Regions from separate parts of the Mus musculus genome. Here region 1 is linked to region 2. A link is a contact called in public ChIA-PET data. All regions are on one chromosome and are shown on one strand. The core of a region is the stretch at or near the end of the contact, and the rest is flanking DNA. Distances in the headings are between cores, read along the strand shown. Region 1 holds the start of Errfi1 (ERBB receptor feedback inhibitor 1). Region 2 holds the start of Rere (arginine glutamic acid dipeptide (RE) repeats).

What was found. ChIA-PET counts read pairs in DNA pulled down with a chosen protein or histone mark.
Region 1: an RNA polymerase II ChIA-PET map of memory CD8 T cells shows a contact between it and region 2, with 25 read pairs. The contact joins the promoter of Errfi1 here to the promoter of Rere in region 2. A contact is called at or near these places in 12 of 39 promoter capture datasets (the 3T3-L1 cell line, 3T3-L1-derived adipocytes, the HPC-7 cell line and 7 more), 1 of 484 Hi-C or Micro-C datasets (granulocyte-monocyte progenitors), 4 of 115 datasets of contacts at active chromatin or transcription factors (astrocytes, embryonic forebrain, embryonic hindbrain and 1 more) and 2 of 9 other capture datasets (adipose tissue and macrophages).

Annotation. Positions count from the first base shown.
Region 1 is chr4:150,850,239-150,856,404 of GRCm38.p6, forward strand. It overlaps Errfi1 (ERBB receptor feedback inhibitor 1), which reads left to right and starts at 4,832. Exons shown (of 4, transcript NM_133753.2): 1 at 4,832-5,033. 1700045H11Rik (RIKEN cDNA 1700045H11 gene) reads right to left here and starts at 4,711. Exons shown (of 4, transcript NR_040649.1): 1 at 4,588-4,711; 2 at 2,333-2,421.
Region 2 is chr4:150,277,748-150,284,071 of GRCm38.p6, forward strand. It overlaps Rere (arginine glutamic acid dipeptide (RE) repeats), which reads left to right and starts at 4,169. Exons shown (of 23, transcript NM_001085492.1): 1 at 4,169-4,328.

The sequences.
Region 1 (6,166 bases), core at 3,582-6,081, 570 kb after region 2:
AGAAACTTGAGAAAACTAACTCAATAAACGTCTAGACTCCGTATCTAAGTAAGTCGACGCACAGGCTGCTGGAAAGGTCTTAAATCTGTAAGCTTCTAGAGATGGGTTAGAATTGAAAAGGCAGTGTTTGTTAAGGAAGCCTTAGGTACACAAAAGGTGACTCAATTGAAAACAAATGACATAGTCCGCCTTTATACTGAGGAAAAGAAGTCAGGTCCTGTCCCTAAAACACTCCAAACTACAGACTCAAAAATTCTAACACAACTACCATACTCAGTCTTCTCACAGGCCACATGTTACCCCTAAACCCTGTGTTTGTGTGTGTGGTGTGTTTGGTGTGTGTTATGTGTGAGTGGTATATAGGACATGTCTGTATGTGGAGTATGTGTATTATGTGTGTGTGCATTGTGTGTCTGTCTGTGTGTGTGTGGTGTGTGGCATATGGTGCATGTGTGTGTATGTAGTGTTGTGTGTTGTATGTGTGTGCACTGTGTGTATGTGGTGCATGTTTGTGTGTGTATGTATGTGTATGCACGTGCATGCGTGTGGTACTTTTCACGGAGCAGTTAAGTTCATGGCTCAGTGGAGGCCTCTGCTATCAGGAAGCACTCCTTATGAGTGAGCCTCAGGATTCTATATTATTATCATCATCATCTGAGGATTTTATACATGTCTGTAATGTACTCTGATCAAGTCCACCCCTAAGCCCCCTTTCAGTTCCTTCCCAGGCATTTCTTACAGTTTTCTAAATTTTCATTTGCTCATTTCTGCGTGAGTACAGGTGGAGGTCAGAAGGCAATGGAAGGACTTAGCCCTCTCCTTCCAGCCTGTGAGTCTCAGAGGCTGAACTCAGGTCATCAGGGTTGGCACCCGGCACCTTTACCAGCTGAGCCATCTGGACTCTGAATCTCAGGTGCTCATGCAGGCTTTAAAATAAGACAGAGTTTGCTGCAGATATGTGTGTGTGCCTACGCATGCCTATGTGTGGTTGTTTCCAACAGTGTGGTACACTAATCAGGTGACAACTAAGAAATGTAAATTTTCCACCGTGCATGCGTTTTTATAGCGCTCATCTACATCTAGTGAAAAGTGTGTGATATGCATTCTCTATTGACAGAAACAAAGGCCCTATGATTAATAAGGAAATGCAAAAAGTATTTCTCTCTTAAATATTTGTCTTTAAAGGAAGTAGATAAAAGACAAGAAGAATACAAAAATGTGTGTACTTTTTTATATAGGCTGCCAAGAGCAAAATATAAACATACATTCGCTAAAGTTCCATGTGACACATTTATGCTTAGGCAAGACATGCTGGATTTCTTTGAGAGAGCAAGGGGAAAGTACCCCACATGAGTCTCAGGCTCCTGAGCCAGAACCCCAACCTTGTTCTTACTCCAAGAGTGGAATGGTGCAAACTGACAAACTGGGTCAACATGACAAAAAAAAACTAATGCTTTAAGATACTGTGTTCAATTCTGCTTTTAAAGAAACCAGCTAATCAGAATTCTTTGGGGGGGAACGGCCTCAAAGCAAAGCAAACTTTGAAAGACTTTAACAAAGTGAAAACTTGGAGCTGGGCTATGGTAGCAAAAACCTTTAACCCCAGCTCTCGGGAGGCAGAGGCAGGTGGATCTCTGAGTTCAAGGCCAGCCTGGTCTACAAAGTGAGTTCCAGGACAGCCAGGGCTACAAAGAGGGACCCTGTCTTGAAAAAAGGGGAAGAAAGAAAGACAGACAGACAGAAAGAAAGAAAGAGGAAATGAACAAAAAGAAAAGAAAAGAAAAGAAAAGAGAAGAAAAGAAAAGAAAAGAAAAGAAAAGAAAAGAAAAGAAAAGAAAAGAAAAGGAAAGGAAAGGAAAGGGGAAAAGCTTTCAATTTCTAGACAGAGACAATTTAGAACAAGATAGGCTGGAGGCAAGGAGAGCGTTTCTCTAACTCTCCGTCCTGGCGTTTGAACTATTAAAGGTCAATGAACAGTACGCGATCAATCCTCCAGGACCCTGTCACATGACTGGCTGAGCATTTTCACTTTGAACTCTTCTCAAACTCTTCCACAGCGTTTCTGGTATAACAGCGTCATTATACAACACCGCTAAGTAGCCTGTAGAGTATACATTTTCCTCCACAGCTGAGAAAGCTTCAGTGTATGAATAATTATGAGCTAAAGTCAGTGAGGTAGAAGCTCTAATTGCCTCCCCTCAGAAAAACTAGGAAACTAAATGTTTTCTGTTGTAAGTTTAAAGTTGGTCCAAGGAAAAACCCAGATTAATCGTGAATTACTCAAGTGATTCTCTGACTTTTTTTTTTTTGTTTTGTTTTGATGATGATTTACCAAAACATGAGCACATCCTCCAGCTCCCAAGTGCAGAAGGAGGATCTTGTTGGTCTTCTTTCTCTACAGAGGGGTGTATCCCGCGGTTGCTGTGGAGATTATCACTGTTTTGTGAATAGGGGAATATAAAAGCATGCTAATAAGGCTAGAGCACACATTACAACTGCATTGTGGCAACTGGAAATCAGAGTAACTAGGGCTCTTCTCCGATGAAACTGGACCTCACTGAATTCCCATATAGTAAATGCTCTACTGTGAGGGCTTGTTCTGAGGGAGATCTTACACACACACACACACACACACACACATACAAACAAGCATATACACATATACATACATGCACATACACACACATATATGCACATACAAATAGGCACATACACATTACATACATGGAGGGAAGGACACACATGCACATACATACATGCACACACACACACACACGGAGGGAGGACACATAGACACACACACGGAGGGGAGGACACACACACACACACAAGGAGGGACAGGGAGGCTATTTACATAGCATACAGATAAAACAGGAATAGCAAAGGTGGGGGGCAAGAGGATTTTCTGTGACTTTCAACAAAACCGAGTCAAGCTGGCCGTGTTGACTTCATGCCTGTAAATCTCAATACACTGGAGCCCAAAGGATGACCAAGCTTGAGGTTAACCTGAGCTGTGTAGAGTGAGTTGTAGGCCCGCTTGGGCTACAGAGTAAAACTGTCTTAAAACCCACCAAAACTTAAACAAGTAAATAATAAATGTTAATAAATAGTAAATAATAAATAGACAATGTGGCAATGACCAATTTCCATAAGATTAAAATACTACTAAGAGAATGGCCATAAGAAAAGATGGGAGAATTGAATTGCTAGGAGCGTGGGTGTGGAAGCAACCCAGCAGCCCCTACAGGCCAGTAGGGACCATCAGAAAGAGGGGAGGAACCTTCTAACATCCTGGTAGCCTGCCGCTGAGAGTGGGCAAAGCAAGACTTTAGAGTTTTCTTTTCTTTTTAAAAATCCAGTGCATCAGGCCTTGAGTTTAAAGTTAAGGCCTTTGAGTTCAATTAAAAAAAAAAATCAAGTCAATACTGGAAGAAGCAACTTGGTTCGTGGGGCACAAAGTTAATAGTTAACCAGATAATGAGGCCAGCACCTCATTCCATATGTTAAACTGGCTCAATTAGGTGGTGCTAAGCCTATAACTATCAGGCATTCTTGCTGCAGTGCAGGAAGGGCTCTGTGTGCGGACCACAGAGGTCAGCCATAGGTCTGCGCTCTCTACTCTGTGGAGTGCCATTAAGAGGAATTTGTACTAGTCCAAACTGGAGGGCTTCTGTCTGTTTGCCTTTTTTCTTGAACTACTCTGGTTTATCATTGTATTATTTATTTTACGGTTAAACTATAAACCTAAGTTGCATCACCGGATTTCTGCCCCACGAACCCTCCTCCCTGTAGACTTGATGGCGTTTTGTCCTTGGGCATCAGCGGCCACCCTGGGGCCAAAAGACATGGAGAACAGCACTTTGACAGGTAAGCCAAGAGGGCTGGGGGCAGGTTTGGGGGAGGTGCCCGGGATCAGCCTAGCCTTGCTGGAGGCCAAGCCAAGTACAGAGGAGCCTGGAGTGAGGCCTCCCTGATCCTGCCCACACAGCATGGCCCACTGCCCAGTCCCCTTTGTCCTTCACCTTTCTGCGCTGCCCCTCACCTTTCCATTCTGTCCCTTCCTTTCCCACACCGTCCCTTAACTACCTAGATCAATTAGTGAGGTTCTCTATAAGTCCCGCAGTGCCTCACACTGCTCCTCACTGCCCCTCCATCCCTTATTGTCCTTAGCCAGACACTCCCTGCCCCTTCCTGTCTTCAGACGCATTTTGTCCCTTACTGCCCCTCAGTCCGCTGCCCTCTTTCCCAGAGACCACTTTCTTCATGGTCATCCATCCCTGGTTGTAGCGCCCTTCATCTCTCTCGCATCATCACAGCAGTCCCTCGTTGTTCCTCACCGTCCCCCTCCGTTCTTCATCACTCTCCTCGCCATCCCTCGACCATCCCTCGATATACATACATACATACATACATACATACATACATACATACATACATACATACATACACACACACACACATATATACACCTCGGGGTGCCCCTCTCCTCTCCAATCCCCATTTTCTCCCGCTCCCTGAGTTTCTTGGATCCAAGTGCATCTCAGCGTCACTTCCCTCCCCGGGGATGGAAACAGGGCCGCTCACAACCTTCTAAGGAAAACTCGGTGTCCTTAGGCTAGGCAGCTCGCACAGAGGCGGCCCAAATAGAAACGTCCCCTCAGGAGACGAGGCTGCTAGCGCCGCCCGGCGGGCCCCACGCAAACTCTTCGGTAGCGGCATCGCCCCTTTAAGCGTCCGCCCGCCCGGATTGGCTGCGTGAAGGAGGCGGGGCTGCGGGCGTTGACGTCACGTTGTCGCTCACCGTATAAATACGGGCGTCGGCTGCGCCGGCGTCGGCGGCCGAGTGCGAGGCGCGGAGCGTGAGCTGTGCGAGCGAGCGAGCGCGAGCATAGCCTGCGAGCGAGCAGAGAGAAAGAGCGAGGGCAAGAGAGCGGCGAGGCGCCTGCGCGATGCTCGGGCCCCTAAGCCCGCGGCGCTGAGCCAGCCGGGACGGACATGCGCGGGAGGGCGCCGCGGGGTCCCGCTCCCTTGGGGTAAGGGGCCTGGCGGGCGTCGGGAGACGTGGGGCCGGGGCGCGGAGGGCGGGCGGACGGGCGGTGGGCTGGAGCCGGAGCCTCCGGCACTCCGCTTCCCGGGATGGGCCGGGGTGCGTGAGGAGCGGCGGGCCGCGGGCGCCCTCGGCTTCTCGCCGGGGCCATGCACCGGCGCGCACACGACACGTCTCCACAGCCTGGGGCTCCGGAGCGGCGGCTCCACGGTCTTCCCGGTGCAGCTGCGGCCCAGGGATGCGGTGGAACTGCTGCGGCCCCCTCCATCTTCCCTCTCACCCCGCGCACCCGTCGGTCCGGCCCGGAAAGCTTCTGCGAGAAGCTGTCGCGGGTGGGCTCGGAGATTGCTAGTCCCTGGTTGGTACCAGTCTTGAGTCTCGGTGAGACTCGGCGACGAAGGTCATTCCCCTTTAAAAAAAAATATTTGTTTTAATTCATCCGAGTTGTTCCGTGGCCTTTTCCTCTCCAGAAACATGATTCTTTGCCTTAAATGACTTATATATTAAAGGAGTGAAAATGCAGACAGAACTGTTCAAACGCCAAGGCTCCTTGGCAGTATCCTGTTTTTATACGTATATCCTATCTTTGTTCAAATTAATCGTGATTGGTGGTGCTGGATGGGTGCTTCCTCAGTCTTTATTAGGATTTCATCATTGCTTGAAAGAAACCAGTCTCCTACCTGATAAAAATGTGAATAGATTGTTAGTCATAAACTTAAGTGTAGTAAGAATAGAGACTGTAGCTTTAAAAGAGATGTGACGGGAGGTACACCTGTAGCACAGGTAGGGCAGGACTGGTTTCCAGGCAACTGTCAGGGGTGAAGAAAGGTGAGGTATAAATTGCCTTTTTTTTTTTTTTCATCCTGGAAAAAAAAAGAAAAAAGAAAAGTTCTACAGTTTTACACTTCCTTAAGTCTATACAGGTATAGTGAATATGCATCTATTAAGACTGGGACATTTTTGAGTTCACTGTGGTGGCTCTTGCCTTTAAATTTTTTTTTTTCTTGAAACATGGAGATTTTAAGAGAGATTTTACCAAAATAGAGACCAAAGATAATCTAAATACCTTTATCAGTAAAAGAGCAAATTTTGTAAGGAATAAGCTGGTTTCGTACTAAC
Region 2 (6,324 bases), core at 2,919-5,418:
GTCTTTGATGTTTTTAGATTCAATAACAACAATCCTTCCCATTTTCTAAAGCTTGCTAACAAAAAAAATGAGGAAAAATGTTCTAATTTCACATAAAAAAAAAATCCCTACTAGATGTTTGACCTCTTTAACCTTCTGCAAATTATTTAACTTCCTTAAGTCCTAGTTCTTTGACCTTTAAAGTTAAAGTGATAATAACACACTTCATGGCTGTTGTCAGTACTGAGTGGGCAAAAGAACGTAACAGGCTGCACACGGCACTTGGGGCACAGTGAGCTTTCAATCATGGGTTCATAGTTGTTCTTATTAGAAAGGTTATTTCATTATCAGAGTCTGAGGTTCTAGGCAGGGAGTCTGTGCCATTTGGCTCTGTAGCTGGACCACAGTTCATGCATGGACCTGTTAAATAGACCTAGTTTGCTAATTTTATGTCCCTGTAGCATATTGTGCTTTATAATTATGTGGAATTTGGATACATCTACCTACATGCACATCTGTATTAATAAAAAAGGCCCAATTCCCTGCTCTTAGGAGGTGGAGGCGGGAGGATCATAACTTCAAGGTCTGTCTTCTGTGGGGTGGCTCAGGGAGTAAAATTCACTTGCTGTGCCAGACTGAGTTCAGATGGCGGCCTTAGGTAATTTTTTATTGTTGTGATAGCACATCTTATAGAAGAAAGAGTTTATTAGGCTGTGGCTTCAGAGGTTTAGAGTCCATCATGGTGGAGCAAAGGCAATCGGATAGGAACAGCTGAGAGGGTACACCTTGATCCACAGGTAGGAAGCAGAGATCGAGCACACTGGGAACTGAGAGAGACTTTTGAAACCTCAAAGCTCACCCTCAGTGACACACCTCCTCCAAGAAGACCACACCTCCTATCCTTCCCAAACTTTCAAACTGGGGACCAAGTATTCAAATATATGTGTCTCTGAGGGCCATTCTCATTCAAACCACCACATCCCTACAACCCAGGCAATAGCTGAGTTTGTCCTCTGATTTCCACATTTGTAGTATGTCATGCATGTACACATAAACACATGCATGCATATAAAAGGAGTAAATACTTATTTACTTATTGGATTTTTATTGAGACAGAGTCTCTCTTTAGGTGGCCCTGGCTATTCTGGAACTTATTATGTAGACCAGGGAGGGGCTTGATTTACAGAGATCCACCTGCCTGAGTGCAGCTTAGTTACTGAAAAATTCCTGGAAAATTTAGTCAGGTATAATAAAATTGGGCTGGAGAGATGGCGCGGTAGTTAAGAGCACTGACTGCTCTTCCAGAAGTCCTGAGTTCAATTCCCAGCAACCGCATGGTGGCTCACAACCATCTGTAATGGGATCTTGTGCACTCTTCTGATGTGTGTGTAAAGACAGCTCTGGTGTACTCATATAAGTAAAAAATAAATAATATTAAAAAATCATTAGCTATCTTCCTCATTTCTTTTTTAGCCATCATTAATTTAATTCATATTTTATTTATATATATGTTTGTGTTTCTTTTTTTTTTTTTTTTTTTTTTTTTTTTTAAAGATTTATTTATTTATTTATTGTAAGTACACTGTAGCTGTCCTCAGACACTCCAGAAGAGGGAGTCAGATCTCGTTACGGATGGTTGTGAGCCACCATGTGGTTGCTGGGATTTGAACTCCTGACCTTCGGAAGAACAGTCGGGTGCTCTTACCCACTGAGCCATCTCACCAGCCCCATGTTTGTGTTTCTTAATTTGTGTATGCACATATGTGTGCAGGTAATGCAGAGGCCAGAAGAGTGTGTCAGAGACCCAGCGGCTGACGTTGCTGCACTTGTGAGCTGCCCTGCATGGATGCTGGGAATTGCACTTCAGACCTCTGGGAGAGCAAGCAGCAAACATTATTAGACATCGAGCCAGCTCTTTATTCCCAAGTTCTCATTTTATTTGAAAGGGAAGAGTTTTTTCTTGTTGAAAGGTAGTAAGTGGTAAGGCTTAGTTGTGGGCCTTGGAGACTCAGCAGGTAAAAAGGCTCTTACTGCCAAGCTTAACTGCCTGAACTGCAAACCTGGAGTCCGTGGAGAGTGGACTAGAGAGACCCAAGACCCCCAAAAGCCTTCCTGGGATCACTGTAGCATGCATATACCCCTTATGAAGAAAAAAAATGTTAAATTAAAAAAAGACCCCATTTCCTTTCAGATCTCTTGGGCCGTACAGTTCAATGACATCTGCTAGTTGAAATTATTTTTAAAAGGAACTTTTGGATGTGGGAATTATAATCTGAATAGACACTCCAAAGAGAAAATTATCCCTCTATTTGAAATAGATGGGTGAATTATTTTAAGCCAAGCTCTATCCTTTAATTATTCTATTATATACAGACCTTAACTCCTCTGAGAAGAGTGTATGGTTTAAGGACACCAATAAGCATTTACAGAATATTAACAAACTAACAATAGGCTGATGATTCGCCCTGGACTCATGCCAGAGTCTGTGAAAGAACTCAATAAACATGATATGCATTTCAAAAACTGGTAATTATAATTAAAATTCCAAACCCCACGATCCTATAAATTATATTAAGTAGAATGGGAGCATTGGCTTGCCCTGGCTCAGGCTTATAGTATGTGGTACACATGGTGATAATGTCTTTGAGCATAGTGGGAATATAGTAATATTTTTTAAAGGTGATACTTGGATTTTCCTTTCCTTTTTTGTTGGCATTTTTAAGACAGAGTTTCCAAATGTAGCTCTGACTGGCCTGCAACTCACACTGTAGACCAGGTGGGCCTTAACCTTTAATTAAGATCTTCTTGCCTCTGGCTCTCTAGTGTTAAGATAACAGGTAAGAGCCACCAGGCCTTGGTGAAACTAGTCTACGCCTCCCCTCCCCCAACAGGGCACAGCTACTGCTCTCTTTAAAAGACTCTCCGTCGTAATGGTCTGTTCTTTATTACTATTTTTTTTTAAAGTCATATGTGTGTGTGTGTGTGTGTAGGTTTGTGCACATGGAGGCTAGAGGAGTGTTGGATTTCTCAGAGCTGTAGTTACAGGCAGCTTTAGCAGCCTGATGTGGGTGCTGGTAACCGAAGTGGGGTCTTCTGCAAAGAGCAGTTGAGCCCTGTTCTTTATTACTTAATGAGGCCTTTTATTATTCTCATCAATAAGCAGCACAATTCACCAATTCACATTTTCTTTTCTTTTTTTTTTTTCACTTCAGTTTCGGTCAAACATTATTTTTAAAACATTATGAACTACCCATCAGAACAAATAACTTCGAATCCACTCTGTAGCTCCCCTTGAACCTCAAGGAATAGGAATCTGTCTCTTAAATGAAATAAGCAATTATGGCTCTGGTAATAATAAGAGCAAGGGGACAGTCGCCAAGCCCACCCCTAAGACCGACCCGCTTGAGGTAGACCATCCCGAGGGTCAGTACAGGGCTGGCCGCTGGGAGCTCTGCCTGTGGCCGAGCAGGGCGGACCAAGCACAAAGCCGCGCCTGGGGCGGGGAGCCCATCTCCCAGGTTCCGGCCGCCGCCCGGAGCGTGCACTAAGGGCTCGGCCGCGCCGCCACCAAAGCCTGGCCTCTCCCCTTGCCTTGCCTTCTGCTCATTTTATTAAAAAGGAAGAAAAAAAAAAAAAAAGAGAGAGAGAAGAAAAAAAAGGAGGAAAAAAAGAAAAAAAAAAAAAAAAAAGAAAATGGAAGAGCGAGCTGGAGCAAACATCCCGCCCCCAGGCCCGCCTTCCGCCTCCTATTGGCCCGTCCTCTACTGACGTCACGAAGAGACAGACCAATGGTGATGGTCGATACTGCGAGGTGGGCCGGGCCCGAGCGCGGAGTGGGCGGCGGGTCGGCGCAGCAGCCCCGCGGCTCCGCCACCATCGCGGAGGTGCCGCTGCTCCCACAGACGCTCGCGAGCCGCCCCCCGCGCTCCGCAGCCTCTCGCCCCGCCGGGCCTCGGTCCCCGCCTCCTTCCCCGCGCCTCGTCCCCTCACGCGCTCCCCACCTTGTTTCCGCCTCATTTTCTCTCCTAGTTGAGGGGTAGGAAAAAAAAAAAAAAACCCTACCATCCTCCGGTGGGAGCCACTCGCCCTCTGGGAAAAAAAAATCCACAAAACCAGACATGGTCCTGGGCTCCCACTGCTGAAGGCTTGGCCCACCCGAGGAGGTCGAAGTCCCGGCAGGGAAGCCCCGCAGCCCCCCGGTGTCGCATCCCCGCGGGCCGGCCCCTTCGGCCCCGCGCCCACCGCCCTCGGTCCGCCGCCGGCCCCCGCGGCCTCCCTCCCGGTCCCTGCACTTTCCCCGGAGCCCGGCCGCCACCCCTCTCATTGATGGTGTAGCGCCCGAGGGGAAGGTAAGTGTCCAAGTTGTCAGCGCCGCGCCGCGGGCGCCCCTCCTCGGCCCCTCTTTCTGGGGTCGGAGTGCTCTGGGTGGGCGGTGGGGCTCGGCCGGGAAAGCCGAGGCGGAATGCGAAGGGTGAGAGTGGAGGCGAGCCCTCGGGGAACCATGGGCCGGACGCTGCCTTTGGTCCTGTGCGAGCCAGGTGACTGTACTACGTGCTTCTTGACCCCTGCTCTCTCTTGGCTTCTTAGGCACGCTCTGGAACTAGTCTGAGGTTAAACTGTTACACGCCACTAGCTGAGCAGCTCAACTGTGAGAGGGAAGGACCCGAAGCTGTGCATTTCTTGGATATTTGTGAATGTGGGGGTCTGGGAACGGACTCATTAAAGTCTCATTTCACATTAGGAGGAAGACTCCTCCTTTGTGTCTCTCTTCTCAGGCTCTGTGATTCCAAAATTAGGGAACCAAATACCACTTGGAGCGGCGTAGAATTCTGTCATGATTTTAAGTTCTGCTGTCTGAAGGAGGGTGCCTTCTTTCTTTCTTTATATTTTTTTAGGGTTATGGGAAGAAGGTAGTTTTACATCGAATGGGGTGTGTGTTGTGTTGAGGGAGTATTGCAGGTTTCCTTTGAAACTGTTCGCTTGAGAAGTTGTTGAAATGAAAATAAAATGATTCATTGTTGAATAGTCATTATCCTCTGTCTCTTTTCCAAGGTTTGCTTACTTTTTTTTTTTTTTTTGATTACAGACTTCAAACATTGATTTCAGCAGAATGTGCCCTTGAGAAACTGGGTGCTTTAAATGTTTCAGTATGTGCTGCTATTTTAAGGTGGCTCTGAAAAAGTAGTTTTGTATGAATCTTGAAATAGCCTTCTGCAAAGCAATTCTTAAGACTAAACAAAACAAAACAGATTAACTAGTGAGTGTGAGCTTGGTGGATTACAAAACAGACATTTAGTGCAGCTCAAATGAATAATACATCCTAGGTTAGATTTCAAATAGCTTTTATAATTGCTTTCCATTTAAAGAGAGACCTTTTTGTCTGGTGTACACTGGTTTCTTTAGTCTCAGTCTGATGGGGGAGGGGAGGGAGAGGATTATCTATACAATAATAAAATCATCTTTGGCGAGATATTTCCTTCCATGGATTTGCTTGCTGAGTTAATTCCACTCTAAATTGCAAACCGTTTTTGATTTTGATGGCCTAGTCTGGGTGAAAGCCTGCCTTCCAGTTTTCTCTGTTGTTGAGGTCGAAGGGAAGAGGCAGAGGCAGAAGCAGACACACACAGAGACACAGACACACCACACACACACACACACACACACACACACAACCAGGCAGAGGGCTCATTGTTCTTCCATACAGATATCCATTCTCTCTCTCCCATATTTGGGGCTAGGTTTGCACAGACAAACACGGCTCTTTTGGGGAGGGATGAGAGGAGATGGGGGATGGGAAGGTGCTTTTCTTGTTCAGTTTTCTTTCACCCATTTCACATCTGCCTTTTTTTTTTTTTTTGCAACCTTGCAAGGCAGATGAGTACATGGGACACTAAAGGACACTGTGGAACGCTTTCAGAAGACTCCTGTTTCCCTCCCTGCCTTTGCAGCCCTGCTTTCTGCTGCTTGCTCTTTTCCATCTGTGTAAAGATCAACTCTGTCATGGTGGTCTTGCACTCTCTGCTTTCCATTCCTTGAGACCCCTGGCTCTGTTAGGGGCAGATTTGTTCACTTGATTTTTATTTTGCTGAGTGTGACTGGGGCCTTTATAAGTAGAAATAGGTTGTCTCAGTTAAAATGATAAAGACTATTTGAGGTTAATATGTTGCAGTATTTTGTGTGAGTGTGTGTGAGTGTGTGTGTGTGTGTGTGTGTGTGTAAGAGAGAGAGAGGGAGAGAGAAATTGATTTGATTGATGGTCCTTGATCCTTGACTTATCAATATAGTTTTTCCCCTCAATAGTGTTTTAAGAAAAGATCTGGTTTTCTGGTTGGGGACTGAGGTAGA